Linked DNA regions of Sus scrofa: regions 1 and 2 are each linked to region 3. The links are chromatin contacts, called in public Hi-C maps. All regions are on one chromosome and are shown on one strand. Each heading gives the region's core, a stretch centred on a gene start, on an enhancer-like site or on the middle of the called end of the contact. The rest is flanking DNA. Distances are from core to core; before and after follow the strand shown.

What was found. A called contact is a pair of places that touch in the nucleus more often than the background predicts.
Region 1: a contact with region 3 is called in a Hi-C map of liver, with 2.4 times the contacts expected there. The contact joins the promoter of SMARCA1 here to the promoter of ZDHHC9 in region 3. A contact is called at or near these places in 2 of 47 Hi-C or Micro-C datasets (epiblast stem cells and liver).
Region 2: a contact with region 3 is called in a Hi-C map of liver, with 6 times the contacts expected there. The contact joins the promoter of AIFM1 here to the promoter of ZDHHC9 in region 3. A contact is called at or near these places in 1 of 5 promoter capture datasets (liver), 1 of 47 Hi-C or Micro-C datasets (liver) and 1 of 2 datasets of contacts at active chromatin or transcription factors (alveolar macrophages).

What each region holds. Positions count from the first base shown.
Region 1 is chrX:106,113,460-106,118,003 of Sscrofa11.1, forward strand. SMARCA1 (probable global transcription activator SNF2L1) reads right to left here and starts at 2,697. Exons shown (of 24, transcript XM_003360444.4): 1 at 2,079-2,697. The coding sequence starts at 2,261.
Region 2 is chrX:106,704,686-106,709,628 of Sscrofa11.1, forward strand. AIFM1 (apoptosis inducing factor mitochondria associated 1) reads right to left here and starts at 3,438. Exons shown (of 16, transcript NM_001297632.1): 1 at 3,331-3,438. The coding sequence starts at 3,436. It also overlaps a transcript of RAB33A not described here.
Region 3 is chrX:106,434,529-106,438,922 of Sscrofa11.1, forward strand. It overlaps ZDHHC9 (palmitoyltransferase ZDHHC9), which reads right to left and starts at 1,549. Exons shown (of 11, transcript XM_003135365.5): 1 at 1,363-1,549; 2 at 943-1,013.

The sequences.
Region 1 (4,544 bases), core at 1,447-3,946, 320 kb before region 3:
CAAGGTAGTGTGCAGATATTTAGATCTGGAGTGGGGGGATGCACTGGGGGTTTGGGATGGAAATGCTATAAATTTGGTTGTAATGGTCATTGTACAACTATAAATGTAATTGAAGAATAAAAAATGCTATTAAAAATGATATTCATATTGGGGGAGAGACAAAATTACCTTATTTGAAGGAATAGAACAAATAAAAGCACTTAGGTAGATGTTGTGGTTCAATTCAGATTTTTAAGGAAAAATTCAAAATAAAAAAGACGTAGTGACTAAAGTAATAAGATTCAGATATCCAGAAAGTTCCTGCCAGGTGGCACCTCATTTCTCTATGCCGAGCCAACAAATGAGGTGCTACTAGTGCAATTTCTGATAAGGCCACAGAGTTCACGAATATATATGCATCAACTCAGTGATTATACACGTTTTTTATTGATTACCAGTCTCTTCACAATTCCAAAAATTCATATACCCTGGAAATTCGACAACATTTACTGCCATACAAAAGACGGCCAAGCACTTACATTCGCCCAGTCTAGGGAAGAAAAGGTATCCAGACACATTCCTGAATTTCCCAACATTGATTTATATCATCGATGCTTGGTATTTGGCCCAGCTTTAATCATCGATATTGTCTTACTGATCCAAGTACCACACAGATCTTAAAATGCGTATGTTTTCTATGGTTTTCACTTAGCGCTACAATTGTCTTTCTGTTTAGTCAACCTTGTAACAGTAAAATACGTCACTTTTAAGCAACTGCTGAATTTAAAATTACTCTAATTCACGGCCAAAGGTGTTAATTTCCCTCAAAAGCTTTTCATTTGGTCGTAGAGCATCATATAATGATTCAAACAAAGCCACTTGAGATCGCTAAAGCATAATTTTAATTACCTACCGTTTTTTTAATTGCGATATGTCTACTCGTAAACGGAAAAAAAATCCAGCCATAAACGATCCATTCCACAATTTTACTATACATCAAAATCCTTATGCCTCAACCTAATTTTTTATTCCAATATTTCAATAGCCTTTCATAGTTCTACTTGCACGTCTCAGTCCGTATGAAATACGCCTTATGGAGATAATACGTATTTTTTTGGATCTGGCTTTAATAGGTGTCACAGCGGTCCCCTTATGTACATTAGCAGCAATTCATCCTGGCGACGCTGGGTTTAAAAAAACAAAATTAAAAAAAAAAAAAAAACCTGCGTGTGTCCAGGAGCCAGCAGCGCCCACTAGGAAAAGGAGGCGGAAGCCTGGAAGGCTTGGGGCCGGATTGGGGGACCATTTGGGTGGCCCTGGAGTGAAACACTATACCGTCGGGGGCGGGGCAGGAGAGGGTGAGGGTGCACACGTTGGAAATTTTCCTAAGCCAGCGTCCAGGGTTCCTCAGTTTGGGATCTGGATTGGGGGGGGGCGGTGGTACGACGCTGAGAGCTCGTTTTCTCGGGGTGACACCCCCGCTTCAGCAGGCGGGGACCAAACGAACAAGGGATTTTTTTTCTCCCTGCCACCCCAAAGGCCGACATTGCCAATCAAAGAAACAAACGTCTCTCCTATCGTCCTCCTCCTCCCAACCACCGGCACCTGGAAATTCAAATTTTAAAAAATAAACCCCCAGTAAACCCCTTTTGCCTGAGTGTGGGATTGAAGGGCCCAGATTTCCCAGGCAGAGGCCGACGGGAAGGGGGGGGGAGAGGGAGCGAGCGAGAGGAGAGGGGGAGGCGGAGGCTTTTTCCTCCACGGCCCCATCCCCCACCTCGTTACCCCAGTTCCGGGAACGCCAAAGGGGCCGGGGGCTGTCGAGGGCTCCCCAGCCCCCAAGCCCCGAGATAACGGGCACCCGCCGCCCCGCGCCGCGCCCGCGCCCCAGCCCCGCCCCCGCCCTCCAGGCGGCGAGAAGCGAAGGGGGAGGGGAGCGAATGCTAGACTGTTCTGCCGCCCCCACCCCGCGCGCCCGCCGCCCCCAACCCTGCGGAGCTCCGCGGGTACCTGTCGGCGCCCAAAGGTCAGCGTTTGGGCCCCTCCGAGGGGCCCGGCGCAGGATTTGTCCACCGCACACACACCCCCTTCCTATTTACCTCCTTCTTCTTCTCGCCCTTCTCCGTGGCCACGGTGGCTTCGGTGGACGCGGTGGCCGCGGCGGCGGCTCCCTCCTCCTTGGAGATGGACGGCCCCGGCTGCTCGTCCTCTATGACCACGATCGTGGCGGTCGCATCAGAGGCTGCCACGGTGGCTGCCACTGCGGCGGTGTCCGGCTCCATGGCGTTGGAGCGGGAACGAAGAGGGGAACGAGCGAGGGGACGAGGGCTCCTGGGCGGCGGCAGTGGCTGCACTGGAAAGAGCTAGATGGAGCAGGGGTGGGGAATCACTCGCTTCCAACCCCTTCGCTCGGCCCCCCCTTCTTTAAATAACCCTCAACCCTGCCCCACTTCCGTCCACCCACCCTACGTCATGGCCTCCCCCCGTCACCCTCCCCCCTTCCTCCACCCCCCCTCAACGATCGCGAGACTCCCCCTCCCCACCCGGAGCCCAGGCCGTCCCCGCACGACCAACTGTTGCCTGAGCGTGGGGCGCGGACTGGGGTGGAGGCGGGAACCCACAGCCCGCGGCCCCCTAAAAAATCTCCTTCCCCACACGCCCCCAACAGTCAGCCCGAGCTCCCCTCGCAGATGTGTGCAGAAGGAATCCTCTTCCCCTTAAATCTGCTCTTTGTACCTCGGGGCGCTCTCCCCTTCTTGCACAAAGAACTTTTCCTCTGCTTATAACTGTACTGTAGAAGGTCTGTCTCACCATTTGCAAAGCCCAGATCCCCTCTGGGGACTGTCCTTTCCCAGATCCCCAAAGGGGGACTGGTGGTGCCCTTCCCACCTTTGTAAATTCTGCAGGAGAAGCATTCCTTGAATCTCTTGATTGCAGCTGCAAACATTCACTTACAAGGCAAAGTGTGACTCGGTTTTTACGTATATTCGCTCTATTTTCGGTTCTGAAACCTCTTGGATGGCCAATGTGCAGGAGCCCATCTTTTGCCTTCACCAATGAATTTTAAAAACTTCTGGGGGGCAAGGTCAATGTCCCCACAGAACCTGGGGCAACGCATGGTAGGTGCCCAACATCAGCAGTTGAACTGAATTATTGTGATTGTTTTGGTATTCTATTCCTACCCCGTTGTTTAGTAGTAATTCAACACCAGTAATATGCATAATCGTGGATATAAGAGCATTTCGTAAAGGGTATGCAAACGTCAGTTATTAAATATTATTGTTTCCATTTCTCCCCACCATTTATTTTGATCAATAACAGGAAGATTTACATCTCAGCCTTAAAATTTCAGTCATTGGGGACGAAAGGTAGCAAAACATACAGAAAACCAGTATACCGAACACCAATCACAAAACCTACAATTCTGAAAATGAAGCATCTATTTTCCAAAGTATGAAGAAAGCATGATTAATTTCCCTCAACACACCTTCCTAAGTTACCAATCTGAAATCAAGTGTGATTTCTGCAAATAGCAGGAAGGCACACATTTGTCCTCCAGATACATCCCTTTTTCCTGGGATACCCTAAATTTCTTTTTTGTTTTAAAGCTGTAATTCCTTAATATGCAAAAACCTTGTGACATTTTAGCTGTTATTGGCCATTTACACCTTAGTGTGAATGAGTGTGAGATCCTGTTCAGGGACTGGTTTTGAACAGGGAAAGATGCAAAGAGCAAGACACAGGTGATTGAAGGATTGTGCCACTGAGAGGAAAGGAGAGGCTGGTGTGGTGCTTAGCTTTGCCCTGATTTTACATCCATTATGTTCTCATTCACTTTAGATTTTGCCCCCGGTGTCCACGTTTCTCACCCTAGAGTACACATATGTACTCTCCAGCGGGTATGTGGAGTCTCAGTATTAAAAATAGTTCATATTTCTGAAGCATCAACTTTAAAACAAAAATGGGATGGAATAAAGTCATGTAACAGGTCATTCGAAACACGATTTTTAAAAAATGTACAGATGTATTTAACTGCAGTGTGAAGTGTCTCCAAATAAAAGCTGGAGACCTTGAGTTGGATATCCTACCCCTTCGCCACTAAGTTTTGTCAGTCTCCTGAGTCATTAAGCCTTGTCTGGTGGGAAAATTCACTGGAAGAGAAGGATGCTGCAATGCATGCATCCACCTGACTTGAGAAGGAATCTTGCAGATAAAGGCAATGGAAGAGTTCTTTATCGCCAAACTGCAGCTATAGGAGGATAGAATCCACCTTTCATTGTTTGGAGCTTCAAAGGAGAAAGGCTCAAGAAATATTTGTTGTGTATTGATGTGTGTGTTCCTGCTTGCAAGGGTACTTTATTTGATTGTATTTCTCATTGCCAGTGTGTGATATTTCAGCTACATGGTGGGCTAAATGCACTTTTGTGAAGGAATCTGGGAAACTCACATCCCTGCATAACACCTTTCCTGTGGGAACCTGTGTTCCAAGTTCCAAAAGAGAATTTAGAAATAAATGGGGGAAGGGGCAAAAAGCATTGAGACATTGGCAATTTTCCATGTATGTA
Region 2 (4,943 bases), core at 2,188-4,687, 270 kb after region 3:
TCTGACAGGGATAAAACACAGGAGAGGAAAAGCCTAGGTGATTTGTCCTTTGTAGCTAGGTGCCCCTGGTGTGAACCACTCTGTAGAAAGGAACCAGAAGAAAAATGATTTAGATGACAGATAAAAAAAACACCTCTATTCTGCAAAGTTAAGTCCTTCAGATTAGTAAGGTTCAGTCACTGACAATTTCCCATGTACTAGAGACTGCCCAAAATGCTGAGGACTCAAAAATAAATATGACATAACTGCTGTCCTCAGGCAGTGTACAGTTTAGGAGGCAAGAATAGCTGCTACTATTCTGAATATTAGTAAATGAGCTTGAAACAAATCACAAGAGACTCAAGGTTGTTCAGTTTGGTTTTTTTAATCCTTCAGCCAGTGGAACAGAAGGGAAAGAGTCATTATTCATTCAGAACATAGTTCCCAAACTTGCCTGATCATATGAATGACATCAAAGGGCCTGTTAAATATAAATTCCCAAGTTTCTCTCCCGGAGATTCTCAGTCAGTACAGCTGGGCTTGGCCCTCCATTTAACTTACACAGTGAGGCAACTTTTGGAAACATGAGAGTTACAGTGCACAGCAACTCCCTTAAAATATTAGAAAGTATCTAGAAAATACAACATATTAATTGGTTGGCAGAAAAGGTTGACTTGCTAAAATTTTCTTCTGTAAAGCTTTGCCTCAGCAGAAAGAGTGGGTAAAGGCTCATCTTCTAGGCTTAAAAAAAAAGGTGTCATTGGGTGGTGTCCAGATGTCTGGATCCTTGCCCACAAGGAGTCCAGTTTCCTTTTTAGTGAGGTGAGAAGGATTCTGAACAGAGAAACATGTTCAAACATTCGACCCTCAGGTCAGGGGTCAGTGATCAGTTTGATCACATGGGCAGCACAATGTCTGGCAACCAAATAAAATACTACAGAATAGAAAATATCTATTACTCTATTACTTAGCCAGTCTGCTCCTCACTGCTGAATGCAGTCATAAAGTGGTGACTATTAATTCCCTTCTATCATTGCTGGAAAGAGGCAGAGCATCTAAATTAAGCAAATAAATAAATAGTAGCAATTATGGTTTTAAGGCAAAAGGCAACATATAATGGAAACGAACCTGACAATGGTGACAGATATGGATGAGATCATTTCAAGGTAGGTTTAAAGTTTGCTATAATCCTGGTGAAGAACTAGTGGGGAGGAAGGGGGGAAAAGGAGGAGGAAATGGCATATCAATAAAAAATGCTTCTTCTTGATCTATGCAAAAACATGGTAAATGCTACTGTGTGCAAAAGAAATCAGATTAAAAGCAATTAGTAAATCGAGCCACAAGACAAGGTTAATCCCTAAAATGACAATCATTTCTTTTTGAAATTGTGACCTCATCTCCTCCCATTGCTAAAGGGAACGTTACACTCCGGTGCTTGGCCAAAAGACAAAGAATAAGTATACACAAGGAGATGGATGGATATGTCAAGAAGTCGGAATATACTCTACAGCAGACTGCTTTCAAACAAAGTCATGCAATGGAAAAGAACATTTTCTGTATTCTTCAGTTCTAATACTACTAACCACCTTCAAATGTCTAATAAACCAATTTACCTTTGTAAATCCATACTTAGTTGATGAGAACGTTTTTGGTCAGATTTCATAATGCTGGCAAAAATTGTGAGTTGTTTCTTTTCCTTTTGTTTTTTAATGGTTTTTATTTTTTCCATCATAGCTGGTTTACAATGTTCTGTCAATTTTCTACTGTACAGCAAGGTGACCCAGTCATACATAAATATATACATTCTTTTTCTCACTCCTTTTTTTTTTTTTTTTTTTTTTATTGGCAGCATAGGTGGCCTAAGGAAGTTCCCAGGCCAGGGACTGAGTCCAAGCCTTAGCTTCGAGCTACGCCTGCAGGGCAACAGGGAATCTTTTAACCCACTCAGTGGGCGGGGGGTGGGGGTCAAACCTGAGCTTCTGCAGGGACCTGAGCCACTGCAGTTGGATTCCGAACTCACTGCACCACTGCAGGAACTCCTCCTCAGGATCTCTATTGCCAATAATTCTTAGTTTTCCCACAAAACAATTTAGGCAAAATAAGTACATAAAGTTTGAAAGGCCAGTGTGTGTAGATGAAAATCTTCAGCTTACTTAAGTTTCTGTGTAAATTTCTGGGCAACTTTCGAATACCCCTAGCCTGGGAACTTCCATATGCCTTGGGTGCAGCCCTTAAAAAAAAAAGAAAGTAAAAGAGAAAAAAGAAAGAAAAGGCCTCAAGGATCATTTCTCACATTGCAAATATGAATATCTTCAGGTGGCCATTCAAAGATTATTGACTAAAAAACCCACAAAACAGCACCTCCTACAGGTAGATGATTCTTTACCCCTCTGAAGTTGTGCAGGTTGAAGATTAGCAGGCTCGAGATAAGCTTGGATACATTCAAGGGTATCTGATGCACAACCGGCTGAAGGGGAACCGCATTCATTCTTAACCTTCTGAGGTCAAATTTTAGAAAGCAATGTGGAGTTAGGGCGAGGGGATTAGGGAAATAAAGACTGGAAAACTATACTTTGCTCTGCCTATTAATTAGGTTTGTGACCTTGGGCATGTAATTTCACCTGTCTTTGCCTCGGTTTATTATCTATAAAATGAATGGGTTGAACTTTACCACGAAATCCCTTCCAGCTCTAACATTTGATGAAACAACTTCATGGAGGGCAAATGCAATGCGTTCTGCAAACTGTTTCTTAGAAGCATTAGAGACCAGCAAGAATTCCACTGACCAGACATGTCAAATGAATTCTGGGCCAACTCTTCCTGGTGTCTGGCGCATAGCCGACTGACTCTTTACTTTCATTGCACTGTTTCTGCTTCTCAGGGCGCTCAAATCTATGAATCACAGGTGGGGTTTGGAAGGTAGGCAGGCAATATACTCATTTACAAAAGGACCTGAGGTGTCGAGCTTAAACGTCCTGCTTAGGGCCTCACAACCGACAAACGACAAAGTCGACTTGACCTCACGGCTCTAAAAAGGCCAACTGGGGGTGGCTGCGAGGTGGCATCGGACAATAGGAGACAGCCAGCTGGTCTGTTATCCCCGAACAGCAAAGCCTCCCAGGAAAAGGCCTCAAGCCGACTACTGGGCTCAAATCCCCTGAAGGTCAGGTCAGCACGATTTGCGAAACTCACAGTTTAGATCTCTCCACCTCGGAATTTAGCGACTGTGAGTGTGTTTAGTTTTTCCCCTGGGGTGGGGGTGGGGTGGGCTTAGGACTGAGAGGCAAAGAGAGCCTTTGGAGCCCAGGCCTTTGGACTTCGAGGTGGGGGTTACCGGGATGGGTCAATCACCTGGGAGCCGGTTCCTCTGCCTCGGGCCTCGGACGCACACCGTCCGCACCAAGGGCGCCAGCTTCTGCTTCAAAGCACCCGCCGCCAAGCCTCCACACCGGAACATTTCGGCAACCGCTACTCTGGACCGCCGCCTCCTTTCCTTTCTTCTTACGCACCGACGGACGGGTCAAACACCAAGGGCCCCGGGCCGTTCCCCTTGCTCCCTTCACACGCACTCTACGCAGGCTCCTCCTCCCAGCTCCGGGTGGGCATTGGACAGCTAAGCCGGCCAGCTCCGGCAGGGAAGGGGAAGAGCGCCTGGAGGCCTACTGCGCAGGCGCGATGCTCAGCGCCGCATTGCGATTGGCCCGCACGGCGAGAAGCTGTGCGCATGTGCCTAGCTGCCCTCACACTTGCAAAGACCCCAGCCGGAGTTGCTAGCTATTTTCCGCAGGTTGGTGGCAACACGTGTGGGTAAGCGCTTTTGGAAAGCTGCCCGAGGAGCGGCTGATGGGGCCGCTCTGCCTGGTTGTGGCCAGTACTGCTGCGGTAACAGTACCTCACAAAGCGTGGCCTCAGCGCCGCGGTTTAGTCTTCTGTTTTAGGTTCCTAATTACTAGGTAATAAGCCTTCCGGATTCTCTTGCTGAAGTCCACTTCCAGTCTTTCCACAGGGCCTGCCGGGGAACCTGGCTTCCCAGATTCGGAGCGGACTTCCGTCTTTTACAAATTGCTGGCGCTTTCCTACCAAGCGCCTGTTTCCTGGACCAGTAGACATTCCGCTCACTCTTTCCCATACCACTTTTATACTGTGCGGTTCTGTGTCCTAGATGCTGTACCGGGTGCTGCGGTAGTCGGCTGTTACGGCTTCGGTGCTTGAGAGCAGGATGCCGGCAAAAAGAGTTTGTGCTTCACCGACTTTATATGAGAGAAATCCTAAGCAGATTTTTTAAAAGAGTTGGAGGAGTAGGGTGAGAGGCTGAGTGCAGATAGGTGTTTTGACTCTACCACATGTAAGCTAAATTGGAAATAAACTTTGGGCTGTATGCAAAATATGTCTTTTTCAAAGCTTTGAGTTACATGTTTGGTTAACAAGTATTGAGCACTTGCCATTTGGACTGTGCTATGAGAGGAGCTCTGGGGGATGTGAATAGTATAGGAAGTGGTCACTGTCTGATTGGGAAGATGACATACACTGGTCATTTAAATATCTGATGTAGTGCCAGAGCAAGAGAAAAGTATGGGATGGAAAAGCTAAGGAATGACTTCATACAAGAAATGTTACTTAAGCTACATCTTGAAGGATGAGTATTAAAATTCAAATAGACAATGGAGAAGGGATGATATTTCAGATGGTGAATTCATTGGGACCCAAAGTAATATTTTCAGTGGTCAAGCACCATTGACTTTGGATCCCTTCTGCCCCAAGTTGAATCCTGGCTCTGCCACTTGGAAAAGTCACTTGTGCTTCAGTTTCCTCATCTATCAATCTCATAGGGTTGTTATGAAGATTACATGACCTAATATTTGTAAAGTATTTTACAGGATGCATCATGTTGTTTAAATAGCTTGGAGGTATAAAACAAACAAACCCCAGCACATTTATAGGGGACAATGACAGAGAGTACATAC
Region 3 (4,394 bases), core at 299-2,798:
AATATTGATGATGTGATTCCCAGAGAACTTTGGAACTAGAAGGGATTTTTATAGGTGTTAGTCCGATTACTTTGTTTTGGAAATGAGTAAAGTCAAGACCAAAGAGGGGAAATTACTTATCTAGGGTCACAAGGCCACAAGGCTAAGCCAAGAAAACAAACAAGTCTGTTGACTTTCAGGCCAGGGCACTTTCCACTCTACCATATTGTTTTATAATCATCATGAAGAGGACTCTGAAAATAACAGTAAGAATCTCTATTCTTAAGGAACCATTCTCTCCGCTTCTCCACTTCTTCACTTTCTTTCTTCAATTAGCCGGTCAAATATGAATCACACCAGCGAACAAGTCATCCTCTGGCAGAGCTAGGAGGTTTTGGACATTCTGTACACAAACCCAGGTTGTATTTACTCAAAACAGATTTCCCCTAATCAAACCCTCCTAACTTCCTGAGTCTGGGAAATGAACCAATCTTGCTGGTCTAGCCTAACATTTGTGGGACTCTTAATGAAACCACATCACAAACCTGTAGGTGAAAGGCTGCCTGAAGCAGGAGAGGTTCTGATAGGGCTGGAGGGCGGGGGAGGGATAGCAGCAGTTAAGAAAAGTCATAAGGGTGCTTTCTGGGACATTTCGGAAGTACCATCTCCACTTAGCATCCTGAATCCCCAGACCTTTCTCTGCCAAGGCCACCCTTCTCTCAGGTGTGGTGCTGTGGCCTCTATTTACTGATACCACATGCCCAGTGCTGGCAAGAATGAGGTGGAAGCCTGCAGCCCGACTGACTGATGAGAAACAACCAACTTGAAATCATTCCCGGGCTGGAGAGGGCAAGGGTCCAAAGAGAACCTAGGAGCTGAGCAGGGAAAGGAGAGGGTGGAAGGCTTGGGAAAAGGGAGGGGGCACCAGAGGTGCAGTTAACACTTCCTTTGTGTAAAACTAACCTGGAAAACAATCTCCTCCTAATAAACCAGCCCAGCGGGAGCAGAGAGACCAGGAAGGAGGAGAGCTGGGCCTGGCAGAACAAAGATCAAAATCCGTCGAGAACCAGGGACCGGCCCAGCGGCCCGAGATCCGAGGCCAGAGTTCGAGGCGGACCGGCGGCGGGCGCGGCCTCGGGAGGCCCGCCCTGCCTCGGCCACGCCGCCGACCACCGCCCCGGGCAGGTTGGGACGCGCGCCACCTCCGCACGCTCGTATACACTCACACACGCCCCGCCACGTGTAGTCACCCTCAGCCGCGGGCTCGGCAGGCGCGGAGCCCGAGAAGGGCAGGGCCAGGTCCGCGCGTCCCGGTGCAGCGGAGGGGGCGGCAGCCCACCACGCGGCCGAGCTCCGGAGACCCCCACCCCCACTCCTTGTTACCTGAACCCCGGAGAGCGAACTCAGCGGGGAAACGAGGCCAGGAAGTGCACTATCCCAGGGGACCGCGTCGGCCGCCCGAGGTGGCAGCGACTACTCCCCAGCCCGAAGGCTGCCTCCTCCTGACAAGGGGCCCCAATGGTCCGGGCCCTAAACCAGCTGTGGCAACCGCCCACCGCTGGCCGAATGGAACGCTCCTCACGTCACCAGGTCGTTCCAGTAGTTGCTCGCCCTCCATTGGCTGATCGGCCTCGGCGCCTCCGCCCCTGCCACCCCAGCTCCGAACTACCATTGGCTGACCCAAACGCCACTCGACGATGCCTCCGCCCCACTCCCCCACCCATCTCCCGGCTTCGTGCCCACCTGCCAAGCCACTGGCAGCCTCCCTCTGGCGTCTGAGCGGCAGTGTGTGGAGTGTCGCTTTCTAATAATATAGTTCCGCAGAGACTGGGGTGAAGGTTAGTGCCGATGGGACCAGGAGAGACCGGGGGCCAGCCTCCCCCCACACGCATGGTGAGACGCTGAAGCAACACGGGCTCGCAGATCCGGGTGCTCACCCCAAACTAGGTCCGCCCTGGGCCTCTCCAGCCCTATTTGCATGAAATCAACCGCGACTCGGAATTTTACTCCTTACCGGCGTAAAAACGAGCCCTCTGCCTCCCAAGTCCCATTCATTAATTAGGGACCCCACCTCTTGTTCTAGTCACCCTGGCCTGCAACTCTAAGGCTTTCGGAACAAAACAAACGAAAAAGGAACGTGAAGGGGATAACTGTGCCCAAGAACGTCAAATCTCTTTGCAGTATCGTAAACAAAAAAAATTGACAGTGACGGGGTTAGAGAAACTCTACTGACAGGAAGTACATTCATCCAGGTAGATAATGAAGTAGCTTGCCAAAGAGCTTGTAAATTACTACTAGCTTTGAAGAGCTTGTGATAATGGGGCGGGGGAGCGGGTATCTAAGGCAGAATCTCCACCCACCAACCACATTCATTCTTTCCTTCAATAACCTGCCCCCGCAGTTATTGCCACAGTGAGCCGCTGCTACTGATCTGAGTGCGCCTCATCCTTTAGACGGTCAAGGTTGGAGTGGGGAAAACAATGGAGAACCACCGAACCAATATTACACAGCAGACTTTAAAAGATACAAGGTGGGGAGTTCCCGTTGTGGCTCAGTGGTTAACAAACCCGACTAGTATCCATGAGGACGCGGGTTTGATCCCTGGCCTTGCTCAGTGGGTTAAGGATCCCAAGTTGCCCTGAGCTGTGGTGTAGGTCGCAGACGGGCTCGGATCCTGCGTTGCTGTGGCTGTGGCATAGGCCGGCAGCTACAGCTCCGATGAGACCCCCTAGCTTGGGAACCTCCATATGCTGCCGGTGCGACCCTAAAAAGATAAAAATAAAAGACACAAGGTCTGTTTCCACTAGTATGGCTCTTGGTTTCCAAATATAAGAGGAAATATGAGAAAGGGCTGAAGGTGGCCTTTCCTTACCTGTCACACTGTTGGAGAGAATGTCCAGTTGTCAGCTATTTTCCTGAGTTTGAATAAAGTTGCTCTAGGGCGAAGGCATTTGCAATTAATAAAAAAAGAGGGGGGGGGAGACTGTCAAAGCAGTTTTTTGTGTTAGGTGAAGGACCAGGTACATGGTCAAGAGCTATTCCTCCTTTTACAGGATTTGGGTCCCACAGTGATATGAAGCAAAATGCTACCTAATGATAATTACATTTGATACTTTCATGGCACCCTTCAATCAAAAATTTTAAAGGATTAAAAAAAATCACTAGGTAATTCTCTCATGAGAGAGATGTGTTCTAATTAATTTGTAGGGGAAAGCATGTCTTTATAAAGCTTCTGTTGTTCCTCAGTACTCATGCTAACTATCATCATCGGTTTAGTCTTTATAAACCATATGATCAGTATCATTGCCTCCAATTCTCCCCTTTGAATCCAGGAGGGTGCTGGGATTGCACACACTTGGTATGGAAGGGAGAGGAACATCCCTCAGCCCCATCAGGCCCCTGAATTCCCAAGCCTGTGTACACCAAATGCCCTTAGGAATGAATGGCACAGTCACCCCAACTGCCATCCTCCTGACTGGGGAGCAGACAAAAATAAACCTCTGCAACACCCAAACATACTTTATTCACATCTCAGGCACAGGTGAAGTCCAGGGAGTCCTGGAATCGATGTGTCACAGCAACACATTCCTGAGATCTGCCCCTCCCTGCTCCAGGTCACATTTCCTCTGGGATTAAGTGGCTGTGTAGGTCAGGCCTGTTGTTTTTTCAATCTCTTATTATTGGTGCTCACCTCTAAAAGAAAAATAAAGAAAATTGATATAGACCCACATTCTATACCAAGTCCTTCTATGTCATTCCATCATTTTATATAATTCTGAAAGTCTGGATATACACACCCGACTACATTGACTATAAACTAAGATTGTTTCTTGTTTTTCTTTTCTTTTTTTCTGTTCTCTTTTCCACAAACCTCTAGACTTTATGCATTCAAATTAGTGTTGGCTCCTTTGAAGGGAAAGGTACGGTCACATGGTGAGCACTTGAAACACCACGGAATAAAGGTATAGGCTTCCATTGTGTGGCCACACACTTTCTGGTGTGCTTGTTTAAAAATACCTGTCTTCCTATTTATGGTTCCTGTGTGAGTGTGGGTTTGTGGTGTGTAGGTGTAAAGTGCTGTTTGAACAAACTCCGATCCTGAGTGCCACCACTGGGTTGCAGCTTGCCTGTAAGCGTTGCTCCAGACATCTATCCTGTAGACACCCAGAGACCCATCTGGTACTGTATCCAAGAACACACCCTAAAACTTAGTTCCCATCCTGCATTCAAGCACTCACTCTCTCTTTCTCTCTCTCTCTCTTTTTTTTTTTTTTTTTGGCTGCACCCACAGCATGTGGAAGTTTCGGGGCCAGGGATCAAACTCGCACCTCAGCATCGACCCAAGCTGCTGCAGAGATAGTGCCTGATCCTTAACCAGCTGTGCCACAGTGGGAGCTCCCAGGCTCTTGAAGGCC